Regions from separate parts of the Zea mays genome. Here region 2 is linked to region 1. The links are chromatin contacts, called in public Hi-C maps. All regions are on one chromosome and are shown on one strand. Each heading gives the region's core, a stretch centred on a gene start, on an enhancer-like site or on the middle of the called end of the contact. The rest is flanking DNA. Distances are from core to core; before and after follow the strand shown.

What was found. A called contact is a pair of places that touch in the nucleus more often than the background predicts.
Region 2: a Hi-C map of leaf shows a contact between it and region 1, with 4 times the contacts expected there. The contact joins the promoter of LOC100273101 here to the promoter of LOC103654801 in region 1. A contact is called at or near these places in 3 of 25 Hi-C or Micro-C datasets (ear, leaf and tassel).

The regions. Positions count from the first base shown.
Region 1 is chr4:238,620,587-238,627,399 of Zm-B73-REFERENCE-NAM-5.0, forward strand. It overlaps LOC103654801 (cytokinin dehydrogenase 7), which reads left to right and starts at 3,840. Exons shown (of 3, transcript XM_008681615.3): 1 at 3,840-4,535; 2 at 4,636-5,042; 3 at 5,141-6,088. The coding sequence starts at 3,938. The coding sequence ends at 5,740.
Region 2 is chr4:238,979,833-238,986,645 of Zm-B73-REFERENCE-NAM-5.0, forward strand. It overlaps LOC100273101 (putative serine/threonine protein phosphatase superfamily protein), which reads left to right and starts at 3,691. Exons shown (of 6, transcript NM_001147550.1): 1 at 3,691-4,167. The coding sequence starts at 3,915.

The sequences.
Region 1 (6,813 bases), core at 2,590-5,089:
GGGATTCTTGTTTTATCTTGCACCTAAGTGCTCGTAGTAGGGTATACAAGCGAGTCGAGAGAGGGAGTGAGTCCCAAGTCTCTGAGTATGATTGAGGCGAGTGCCAATATCAGAAGTGAGTTGAGTCGTGAGCCGTGAAGTCCCCCATAGAAGACCATAGGCCTCTCCTTTTATATTTGTAAGGAGGAGGCTCAGGAGTACAAGGGGTGTTATGTTGTTGTTATGGTCAGAGAAGATGTGTCCGAGCCCTGTAGCGGCACGGCCGACGGGTTCGCCTTCATCCTTGTTGTCGTCTTTGGTCAGGAGAAGGATGCCCGATCGTTGTATCATGTTCCTTTGACTGGGTAGAGAGCCAAGGCTAGGCTCGGAAGCATGGGCATATGTCTGATCCCTATCTTATACAGGGTGCGGGTGAGACATTTCCCATGTGTGTCGAGTCGAATTGATTGAAACAATGCTTGGCATGGTCTTCTGCGAGGTTCGCAGGAGAGTAGGTGGCATTTAATGCACGTGCTCCCCTACTGGGGCAGTTGGTCGAGGTCGGGCATGGGCGAGGCGAAGATTTCTCCCGAGGCCGAGGCCGAGATTAGACGTTTACATGTAGCCACGCTCTGGGTGGTTGAAATAGTGGTCGGAGTGGGGGAACAGTGTCCCGTATTCGCGCCCTGACCATCGTCATGGGCGGTAAAGGTAGATTAGATCGTAGTCGTGTCGTCCTCTGTTGACTTTCGCACCTTCAGCAGGGCAGGTGAACGTATGGGCGCACATTCTAAGATCGGAGTGGTTGGCTGAGTCGGGAACCTTCCGGAGCATCAGAGTGGTTGGCGAGTCTGGGGTTGGCCTCGGTCGAGTCGTGACTGTGTCTCTCGCCCGGGGTTGGCTTCGAGCGAGCCATGACTGCGTCTCCTGTCTGATGTTGGCCCTAGACGAGTTTGTGATTGTGTCTCCCACCCGAGGTTTGTCTCGGGCGAGTCGTGACTATGTTTCCGACCCATACAGGGTTGGTCTCGGGCAAATCGTGACTTAGATCCCTTGTGTCTTGGTAAGGTTGAGAGTGTGTTTACTTATGGCCCTATTCATGGGTCACCATCACGCGCAGACTCGTAGTAGGCTATAGTAGTACCTTGCAAATATGTATCTTAAATAAATAAATAAAAGATGTTAGATGCCCGAATTAGAGCTCATAATATATTGGGTTCTTGAATGTCAAAGCTTCTACCAGCAATAATAATTAATTATCTCCCAAGAAATTACTCACGGTGGAATATATTATATCTTTATTTTACTAGGAAACAACAATTTAAGTTGGTAAGTCATTACTTCATTTGTCAACAATAATATCTCCTATATATCCATTGTCATAGATATTTTGTAAGGTATAGGCCCTGTTTGGCACAGCTGGTGCTTGTTGAAAAAGCAGCTTATCTGAGAAGCTGGTGAAAAGCAGCTTCTGTTTGTTGGCTGCTTTTAGTGTATTCTGAGAAGCAGCTGAACTGAGCTGAACTGATAAGTTGCTGCAGAAGCTGCCTGTTTGGCAGAACCTCTGCTTAAATTTGTGAAGAAGCTGAAAATAAGTTGTGCCAAACAGGGTCATAAGCTCGTTCTGAGTGGGAGTTTTATTAAAGTTCTATTGTCATTAAATGGCATGTCACGTAAACAAATAAGATGACATGACATACAATTTAATAAAGAGAGAAATAAGAGAGTTTCACGGGAGATAAGAGAGTTTCGTAGGGATAAAATTCTAGATACACTATTTTCTAAATAAATGTTGGCATGACAACCTTACGATAAAATATGCATTGAGAATGATCTTATAATACAAATGCAGACGTTTAAAACGAACGAACACACACGTACGGACATACCCTCAATCCCTGTGCAACCAAACAAATCCTAAAAACATGGTCTATAACCGCAAACATATACACCCTACATTAAAATATTATTGTCGTTGAACCCTATGAAACTTCAATATAGACGAATACAGATCAAACCAACTGAAACTGAGATACACTCGGGTTGCCAATGCCACACAGCTATATGTACTTCTTGTTTAAATAAAAATTGTGGTTGACGATAGTGAACCATTTCCCTGTTATATATATATAAAGCTTACCGGTGCTCATTTAAAACCTCGCCAATGGTTATCAGTATTTTGTGCCCATTGGATCGAACGCAATAATTATGCCACGAAAATAACTATACAATAATTATGCTCGTGGCGTCCTGCGCTGCACCGTACAGAACGCGCACGCACAGAATGTCAACGCACACTCACACAGAAAGTACCCCTAAAAACGTGGGACGACAAATCTGCTGGTTTGATTTGGTCTGGAAAAAATATAGCCCCTCGACGTTCATGCACCCTCGCAGCCTGCAACCTTACTATATTGTTCTTGCATCCGGTTGTTCTTTTTATTTGTTTAAAAAAAATCCATAGTCCTGCCGTCTTGAAGGATATGTTTTTCTTTACCCATGCACGGCGGAGTTTAAATTTGCGCTGACTCGACTGCTCGTGAACAGAGACAAGTATGATATCGTTGAGTTCCAAATTTAAAAAAATCAATAAAAAAAATTTAAAACAGAATGTTGACGAGGGAAAAAAATATGAAGGTGCTTGCACACCTGTCACTCCATGCCGGACATCAACAGATTAATTGTTCAAGTGGTGGGAGTCAGCTGCTTCCAGTTTACCTGCCTGCGCCAGCGGTTGGTAGACAGGATTGTTGCCACGTGGACGAAATCTCCTGCCGCCAGCTGGTTGATCACGGCAGGCAGTCACATGCTTCTTGCCAAGATTACCGCGAGGGTGTAATCGTCTGGGTTATATTAAGGCACCGTTTGCTTCCATTAAACTTTAGTCCCTACCTTATTTGGTTATAGTGATTAAACAGATTCTAACTACATTAAATACAACACATAAAGATCAAAATAATTTTTTTTGTTTCACACCAGTTTTCTAAGCAATAGCAATTGGAGTAAATGTTACCCTTTAATTCCTTTAGCACTCATGTGAGGGACTAAAGACTAAAGTCAATTATTCCCTATTTTAGTCCTTCTGTTTGGCAAAATAGAGACTAAACGGGACTAAAAGCCAGAAACTAAAGATTAGTCTCTCTAACCATGACCGATTCAGGCTAGAACTACAGTCTATAACTACTTTTTACATAGATTAATTTATTCCTTTGCTATATACTAGTCTGTAAAAAAATTAAGATATATGTAAAAACAAACTGTAGCTACGCATGTTTTAGTTTAACATAGTTGATAGTTGTACTCCTTCCGTTTCTTTTTAGTTGTCGCTGGATAGTTCAATTTTGTACTATCCAGCGACAACTAAAACGAAACGGATGGAGTAATTTATTGAAGTCTACTCAAACAAAAAAAATTGCTATATGATAGTTGTAAGAGAAAAGCTTTACCTTTTATTTGAGTAGGAAAGAGAACTAACAGGCAGCTTATATTTTGGCCACTGTACCGGCCCGCCCCAGCTATTTTTAAGCCAGCAAAGGCACGAAAAAAAAAATTCTCGGAATCTCTCTGACCTTACACGATCCATTTAAAAAACAACGACATTGCTCTGGCCAATGATCATTTCATACTCTCAGCAAGTCAACATCTCCAAACCAGAAGATGGGACCCATCAACATAAGTTCACCACCAGTGTGGCTTCACAGGTACATTGCTCTTTGTTTTTAGCAAAGTCAATCAGCTTCAGAATATTCAGAACAAATTTCAGTAATCCGAAAGGCTGTTGTGCTTCCATTTGTCAACGTTTGCGAGGCCAGATGGTACCCCCGCCTATAAATACCATGGAAGTTCTTGGCCTCTAAGACACACAAGCGATCTCTACTCCTATAGTTTCTATAACCCCCACAAAAGCGTCCAGGTCCCACAGTCACCTCCGATTGCATTGTGTTGCCGCAAGACAAGCATGGCAAGGACTCGTTTCGTGGCCGTCGCCGCCCTCCTCACAAGCTTCCTCTCCGTCGCTGTTGGGCAGCCCCGGCCACTGCCCGCCGCCGTCCTCCCGAGCGATCTTTTCGGGCTGGGCATCGCGTCGAGGATCCGCACGGACCGCAACTCGACGGCTAAGGCGGCGACGGACTTCGGCCAGATGGCGAGGGCAGCGCCGGAGGCCGTGTTCCACCCCGCCACGCCGGCCGACATCGCCGCGCTCGTCCGGTTCTCCGCCTCGTCGGTCGCTCCGTTCCCTGTGGCGCCGCGCGGGCAGGGCCACTCCTGGCGCGGCCAGGCGCTCGCCCCGGGCGGCGTCGTCGTGGACATGGGCTCGCTGGGGCGCGGCCCCCGCATCAACGTGTCCGTCGCGGAGCCGTTCGTCGACGTCGGCGGGGAGCAGCTGTGGGTCGACGTCCTCCGCGCCACGCTGCGACACGGCCTGGCGCCCCGCGTGTGGACCGACTACCTCCGGCTCACCGTCGGCGGCACGCTCTCCAACGCTGGCATCGGCGGGCAGGCGTTCCGGCACGGCCCGCAGATCGCCAACGTGCATGAACTCGACGTCGTCACAGGTATTGATTGATCGATGGTTACACTCCCAGTGACAATTACATATGCAGCTAATCACACACGAATGCTAATAATAGTTTATACATGTCATGAACAATGCAGGCACAGGTGAGATGGTGACATGCTCCATGGACGTGAACTCGGACCTGTTCATGGCGGCTCTAGGTGGGTTAGGCCAGTTCGGGGTCATAACCAGGGCACGGATCCGGCTTGAGCCGGCGCCCAGGAGGGTGCGCTGGGTTCCACTTGCCTACACCGACGTCGCTACTTTCACCAAGGATCAGGAGTTTCTCATATCGAACCGGGCTAGCCAAGTCGGGTTCGACTACGTCGAAGGCCAGGTCCAGCTCAGCCGGTCCTTGGTCGAAGGTCCCAAATCAACACCCTTCTTCTCCGGCGCCGATCTTGCTAGGCTTGCTGGACTCGCGTCGAGGACCGGACCTACTGCGATATACTACATCGAAGGCGCCATGTACTACACCGAGGACACCGCGATATCTGTGGATAAGGTACAGATCAGCTTGAACACAAAAAAAAAAACCTCGAACTTTATTGTTGCTTTGGACGAAAGGAAACTCATTTGTTGTTGATGTATGAATCGTTGCAGAAAATGAAGGCACTCCTGGATCAGCTGAGCTTCGAGCCAGGGTTTGCGTTCACCAAGGACGTGACGTTCGTGCAGTTCCTCGACCGGGTGCGCGAGGAGGAGAGGGTGCTCCGGTCAGCCGGCGCGTGGGAGGTGCCGCACCCATGGCTGAATCTCTTTGTCCCGCGGTCGCGCATCCTCGACTTCGACGACGGCGTGTTCAAGGCTCTACTCAAGGACTCCAACCCAGCTGGGATCATCCTCATGTACCCCATGAACAAGGACAGGTGGGACGACCGGATGACAGCGATGACCCCAGCCACGAACGACGACGACGTGTTCTATGCCGTCAGTTTCCTTTGGTCAGCACTGTCTGCAGACGACGTGCCCCAGCTCGAGAGATGGAACAAGGCAGTGCTGGACTTCTGTGATCGGTCGGGGATAGAATGCAAGCAGTACCTGCCACACTACACATCTCAAGACGGGTGGCGACGGCATTTCGGCGCGAAATGGAGCAGGATCGCTGAGCTGAAGGCCAGATATGACCCTCGGGCGTTGTTGTCGCCCGGCCAGAGGATTTTCCCGGTGCCAGTAGAGGCATCTGGCATTGCTTCTGCCTGATTGACTGTTTGGTTCGTGGCTAAACCTGCCACACTTTACCTAAGGTTAGTCGTTCAAATTGAATAACTAACCTTAAGCAGAAAAGTTAGGTAAAGTGTGGCAAGTTAGTCATCAAACCAAACAGACCCTCATGTATATCTTAGGTCTTTCATAGTAAGGTAGGTCTATTTTGTATTAATTAGGAAGCAATAGGGTACTGATTAGGAAGCAATAGGGTACTGACTTTAATCTTTTTTAGAGGTCTATTTGTACAAAAAAAAATGGGTTGTTAAGAAGGTGAAAGCCAACGCAAGGGTGGTAAAAGAGAATTATAGAAATTAAGCCAGCCATTGGTGGCGACGGCTGCAACCCCTCCGCACCATGCGAACCTCGTCAGCTTCCTCGACCTCGACCTTGTGATCCTCGCCGCTCACTCCGACCACCGTCATGTCCCATGCTTGATGACGACATAAATTCCAGATCACATTCTAGCTCTTGCTAGATCGTCGGGACGGGGTCACTACGGACCAAAGAACGCAGCAGGTAACCCATACTCTTTCGTGACATTTACGTGACGAAAAAATGACTAACTTTCGAGCAAACTAGCAAATGAACTAGTGAAGATCTCATCCAAAAAAAAATCCTATCTAGAGAAAGACATCTCCGTGTTGACCTAGGTCAGCCGACGAGCCTAGAATGCCATCCTTTATCGTCAGATCAAGAGAACAATAGCAACATGTGGTTGAAAAAAAATTTACGAAAACAATAGTAAATATAAAAAGATCAATTCTGTGTTGGATATCTCAATCAACCATGTACCTCCCTATTTTAAAGGAAGTAGGAGTGGTCTTATACTATTAGAAAACTAATGTGGTATATGTCGCTTTTATAAAGTTTTCCTTAGATTGATCCATAGGAAACCATGGGCCTCTCAAAATTGGCGAGATCCAATTTGAGTGTCAACATATGGTCACCTGTTTTTAGGCTTCCTTTATATTGCAGGATTGCTAAAACATAAGAATAGAAAAAATGTAGCAATGGAGTTACACGACACTTGCGTTCTGTAGGAAAATTTACAAGAGGTTGGACCTCAT
Region 2 (6,813 bases), core at 2,441-4,940, 360 kb after region 1:
CAGGAACCCTTTATCCTGTTGCTGCACCGGACAGTCCGGTGCCACACCAGACATCTCTGACTTCTCTGCTCTGACTTCTGACGCGCACTATTCACTTTGGTAGTCGACCATTGGCGCAAGTTACCGTTGCTTCGTTGGCTCACTGGACATGTTCGGTGCACACCAGACAGTCCGGTGAATTATAGCGGAGCGGTCCTTGGTAAAACCCGAGAGTGGCCAGTTCGAGTGGAGCTCGGCCTGGGGCACCGTACACTGTCCGGTGCACCACTGGCAGCACTCTCTCAAGTCTTTGCTCTAAATTTGTTTGAGTCCCCAACTGAATTTCTTTCTTGGTTTGTGTTGAACCTTATGCACCTGAGATAAATGATATCTAAGAAAACTAATTAGTCCATGTGGTTTGTGATGGACGTCAACCACCAAAATCGATTATAGGAAATGATTAAGCTCATTTCCCTTTCAGCTAGCCCGAAAAATAATCTAGCAGAAACATCACTTCGCATCCACTACGGAATCAACGATTTTATTGATTCTTGGTAAAGGGAAGTTGTCCTTTGTACATGCTTTTTTGAGATTGTGAAATCGATGCATATTATCCATTTTTTGTTTTTCTTTTGGACCATGACAACATTGGCGAGCTAGGTGGGATAAGCAATTGGTTCAATGAATTTTGCTTTCAGTAAACGGTGGACTTCTGCCTTCACCGCTTCAGTTTTCTCATTAGACATTTTTCACGGCTTTTTGTTTCTTGGGGCGCATGGTGGGATCAATGCCCAAGCTGTGTTAAATGATGGTGCGGCTGACTCCGACGAGGTCTAGGGCGGACCACGCAGAGACATCCTTGTTGCGGTTAAGACAAGAAAGAAGCCTTTCGTCTTCTGCTAGCAGAAGGTCTTCGCTAACTAAAACTGTTTGATTGGGGTGATGGAGTCCGGGGTGACTGTTTTGACTCCCTAATTACTCTGCAACTGCGCATTGATCTTCTTGCCTTTGTTTGTGTGAGGGCTGTTGTGGTCTTCGCATTCTGTCGTGAGACAATGCACATTGTGCTGGCCGGGGACGAAGTCTCTTTCTATGTTCCTAGCTACCTGTTGATCTCCATATATGGTGATTGTGCCCTGGGGCCCTGGTATTTTCATGCACAGGTACAACCTGTGTATTGCTGCCTCAAATTTATTAATGGATTCTCGCCCCATGATGGCGTTGTAGGGATATACCATGTCGACTATGTCGAAGGTGACCTGCTCACTTTGCGCATTCAGCGCAGTGCTGAATGACAGTGGTAGCTTGATTTTGCGAATTGGGAAGGTTCCTTTTCCTCCGAAGCCATAGAGAGGGTTATCTGTTGGCTTGAGTAAGCTGTGGCTTATGCCCATTCGATCGAAGGCGTGTAAGAAAATGATATCTGCCTGACTGCCGTTATCGACGAGTACCTTGTGCAGATCCTATCCTGCTACTCGGCAGTTTATCACCATGGCATCGACATGGGGTGCACTACGGAAATCGATGTCTCTTGTGTCGAAGGTGAGTGATATAAGAGACCACTTTGTTTGAACGACAGGGCCGTTGAGGGCTACATGATTGACCTTTCGATAGTGGTCTTTCTTCTATCGTTTTGTGTCGAACTCGGAGCTAGATCCTCCGGTAATCATGTGAGTGACCCCTCGAAAGGGTTGATCGACGAAGTCCTCTTGTTTTGGTGCTGCTACTGCTGGTAACGATTGATTTGGATGCTGTGGTGGTGGTGGGGGCGATAGAGCTAGGATCTCTTGGTGTTGCTGGTATATGTTGTGGTGTTGCTGGTATATGTTGTGGTGTTGCTGGTGAGGATGGTAATGTTCATTGTGGAATTAGTGCTAGTTGTACTGTTGGAGATGGTAGGTGTGGGCGACAACTCTTTGGTTGTCTCTGGTTGCGTTACCGCCGTGACGACAAGCGGAGTCCCCAGTCTGTTGTGAAGAGGTGATAAATCTAAATCTCTACTACCTATTAAGACGGTAAGGGGTAGGCTGCCCCATTCCGTGTTCTGCCATTCCCATTCCGTCCTCACTGCAAAGCCAAAGCCTATTCCCATTCCCACGTGCATCCCACGCCTAGCTAAAATTAAATTAAAAAAACAGGCTCCAAGGGGATTCGAACCCGCGACCTCTCAAATAAATGTGTTTGTAGCTACCACTACACCACATGTGTGTTTATGTCTACATCTATTATAGTAAAAACATATAATACATCTCTCCCGAAGCCCACCTGCTACCCTTGCACAATGTGTAGTAGTAGATAAGTATCACTGAGATTATTAAATTATATTTTTGGATTGAGGGAGTAGTATTTAAAGAAGAGCCTTGCATGCAATTTCTTTTGTTTGAATAATGTTTTCAACTTAAATATTTTTTTTGCATGTGTAACATTTATTCTCCATAATATTTTCCATGGATCTAACTTATAAATCATTTTCATAAACCAATGCCAAAGATGAATCCATGTTTCTTACTTGGAAACCCCGAACAAACACCACTAGCACGAGGCGCTCGCGTTGGCGTCGCTCACCGACGACGAGAAGAAACTTGGCGACTGCCAGTTCGAACTCTGGAAGCAGTCCTACATGGCCCATGCGCCGCTGTGTACGGCAAGCTCCGGCGCAGCCGCCGCTTGGACGTGGTCCAGAGCGGCTGCACCGCGCTGTCCATCGTCAAACATGGGGACCTCATGGTCGTCGCCAATGTCGACGACTCTCGGGTTGTTCTGGGCATCGCAACCTACGACGACGCCATCACGCCGTCTAGCTCATCATCCACCTGAAGCCTAACCTGCCACGTAAGTCGCTACTGACCGACCATGAATTCTTGTGCGCTGGAATGATGACCATTGTTGTTGTTGTGTGAGTGTCCTCGAATAAGATGTATGTAGAGGAGTAGCACATCCGGTGGTGCAACGACCAGGTGTACTACCTCGCTGATGAGCCCGGGGTGCACTTCATTTGGCAGCCCAGCCAAGAGTGATCGGTACTCACCATATCGCGCGCGTTCGACGACTATTATATCAAGGATTGTGGCGTCATCTCGACACCGGAGGTGAGCAGAGGTGGACCGACAACAATGACCACTCGCCATCGTCGGGGTACCTTTTGTGCCGGCCTGCCTTTAATTCTCTTCGCAAACACACACTTGCATTTTTTGTTTAAGCAAGCGTGTATGGTGGTGCGTGCCTGATAACTAACGATGTACGACGGAACTTCTACCGGCAGGTGTGGCACGTGCTCTCCAATAATGAGACCATGCAAATCATGACATATATCGAAGTCTGCATGATACTGATGGTTGCAATGTAGTAGTGAAACAACTAAATTAAAATAACAAAATTTATGTATGGCTAGGATCACAAATGGATTATGAAATATTTTCTTATAACAATATAAGACATATTTTGTATATAAGTTATCATGATATTATATGTTCCCGTTGCAACGCACGGGTACTGACCCAGTAAATTAAAGAACACACCTTTGACGAATCCAGTAAATCAAATAACACACCTTTGACGAATCCAATATTAACTAGTCATTTTATCGAAGGCGTTTTTTCGAGTCCTAACAAATCAAAAATCCACCTACCTTACCCCTGCTAATTACAATTCCACCCCTCCGAAACCATCAAACCACACACGAACCTAGATCGACCTGCTCGCTCTGCACACCTGGAACAACGTGTTCCTCGTCCCGAGAAGAGTCGAGGAAAAATCTCGCATTCGCAAACCAAGCAAATGGAGGCATGAGCTCCGCCGCCTCCCCGTCTCTCGCCGATCTCCCCCAAACCCTAGCCTCGACCTGACCGCCAGCGGGCCCGCAGGCCGGAGAAGGAGTCGGAGTCGCCCCCACCCACCCACCCTCTGCCGCGGGCGGGGAGCGGGCGGCGGACGAGATGCCGTCGCACGGGGATCTGGACCGGCAGATCGCGCAGCTGCGCGACTGCAAGTACCTGCCCGAGGCGGAGGTCAAGGTGCTCTGCGAGCAGGCCAAGGCCATCCTCATGGAGGAATGGAACGTGCAGCCCGTGCGCTGCCCCGTCACCGTCTGCGGCGACATCCACGGCCAGTTCTATGACCTCATCGAGCTCTTCCGCATCGGCGGCGACTCTCCCGACACCAACTACCTCTTCATGGGCGACTACGTCGGTGCGTGGCTACGCTTCCCCGCCCTGTCTCCCACGCTGCTCTGTCCTGGTCCCGGTTTCTCTCCCCTTGCCCGCCCGCGCCCTAACTTTCTCTCACGATACCTAAGTCGGCCGATCTGTGATATGCGAGGCTTGGTGCAGGCCGAAGTATGGGGATTTTTAGATCCTGCGGTAAACCTGAAAGGTTCTTGGTTTTTATGCGTCTGGCTCTGGCCAGATTGTTGGAAGAATCTGGTTATCGGGAAATCAGGGAACGTCTTTACTGCTTAACATAGTCTACTTGAGTTCTTGTAGTTCGGCTTGTTATGCGTTCGTTGCTTTTGGGTCTAGCGTGATCTTGTTGCTGCTGTTGCCTTTTAGCCCATTTGGCTACCGAGAGGACAATAATTCTCATCTATCAGCATTTGTATTCCTCCAGCAGTTTTCATAAGAATTGTGAGCGTGCTTCAGAATTCAGAGAGTGTGGTTGATTTGTTGGCCTGTTGTTTTTGAACCATGGTTATTAAAGCGGTAAAACATTAAAACGTTATGAAGCACCTTTTTAACATTTAAACCCATGTTTTCAAGTCGACAAGGTACCGACTTGGTGATTAGTCGATAAGTCAGTCGACTAGCCATCGACTTGCCAATATAGTGGCTGACTGGCTGTTTTGCCTATAGCATTTATATATGAAGAAAGTGCATGTTTTACCTCATTTGAAGCCTGAAATTGAACCAAACTGAAATAAACAGCAAGTCTTACCTCATTTGAAGTCTCAAACTGAACCAAATCAGCCACATAAGTGATAAGTCATAAACTCATAAGTCATAACAGCCATATATAGACATAGTTCAAATTGGAAATCAAATAGCAAGAAAATATAGTTCAAACTTGAAAGGAAATAAGGTCCATTAGATAGCTAAGCTGCTGCTGCAGCTAGATAGATACTAGATACCCTAAATATCTCCCAAATCAAGATCATCCAAATCAAGATCAGCCACATAAGTGTTGGGAGGTAAGCTTTATGTTGTATAATGGGCCTTTGGGCTGCTTGGGCCGAACTGGGACACAAGTCGGTCGACTTGCCAGACACAAGTCGGTCGACTAGTCGACTGGGAATTTCCAGTCGTTGCCAAGTCGCCCGACTTGCTAGAAAAGTCGAGCCGACCTCACCAGTCGAGATCCTAGGGCCGACCTGATGACTAGTCGCCGACTTGAAAACAAGGATTTAAACGTTGAAACGTCTTTTTAGACTTCACATAAAATGACAGGATATAATATGTTCATACATAAGTTGAGTACTTGAGATTAGGGCTGGACGAAATGCTCGTGGCTCGCTGGCTCGCTCGGTTCATGGTCAGCTCGGATCGGCTCGTTTGATTTTTTTCATGAGCTGAGCTGACATCCTAGCTCGGTTCGTTAACGAGCCAGCTCGGTTCGTTAACAAGCCAGCTCGCGAGCTAAATGAGCTAACATATTCCAGCAAAACGAAACTATATGCATATCATTTATAGAATAATTGATGAACATGTTATATATATGTGAGGTGTCTATGGCCTATGAATTAAACTAATGATTAATGAACTATGTCAATGTGTTAATTTGGTCTATGCAAATATAATTATGGGTTAAAGTGATGAACATGTATGTGAACTGTGAATTAATGAGTGATGAATTGTGCTAATTTGGTGTTATATTGACGTGGTTTGTGAAACTATGAGTATAATTACTATTTTCTATTGTTAAATTAGTTTGAAATTAACTAAAAAATAATTATTATGTATATTTTATTTTTTTCCTGCTCTGGCTCGCGAGCTAAACGAGCCAGCTCGAGCTCGTTAACGAGCCGAGCTGAGCTGACTCTGTGGCTCATTACCTTAACGAGCCGAGCCGAGCTGGCTCGTTATCCACCCCTACTTGAGATCACAAAACAAATAGCATAAAACAAAACAGATCAAGTTCAACTACATAAGTCTATGTAACTATGCAACATGCAAGTTACAACTTGTATCTATGATCAGTAATCATCATCCAACATGCAAGTTACAACCTGAAACTTGATGACTGAAAGTCTGAAACTTGATGACTGAAAGTCTGAAATTTGATGACTGGGCATCGCCACACCGGCTGCTTGAGGATGGAGGAGGGAGGGCTGGCCTGGTGGCGCTGGACTGCTAGAGGAGGGAGGAGGGGGGGGGGGGTAGAGGAGAAGACGGAGGTCGTCGGCGTACGCTGGAACAGGTGCAGGGCGGCAGGCGACACTAGAGATGGATGCAGGGGGCGGCAGCGCTGCTGGAGGAGAGGAGTTAGCAGCGGCGCAGGGGGCGGCAACGCTGCTGGAGGAGAGGAGTCAGCGGCGGCGCAGCGGCGCTGGAGGGAGTCAGGCGGTGCTAGCGGGACCTGGAGGAGAGGATGGAGACGGGCGGCGGTGCTAGCAAGAGCTAGAGAGGAGGGTGGAGGCGCTTGCAAGCGCTAGCAGCAGCTAGAGATGGCCAAACGGGCCGCCCGCCTGGCCTGGCCCGAGCCCGGTGAAGCCTGATCCGTTTTGGGCCCGACCCGCTAGGCACGGTTAGAAAACCGGGCTGGGCTATCTAAGCCCGCAGGTTTGTTTCCCTGTCCGAGCCTGGCCCGCTGCGTGCCTAAACAGGCCGGTCCGGTCCGGTAAGC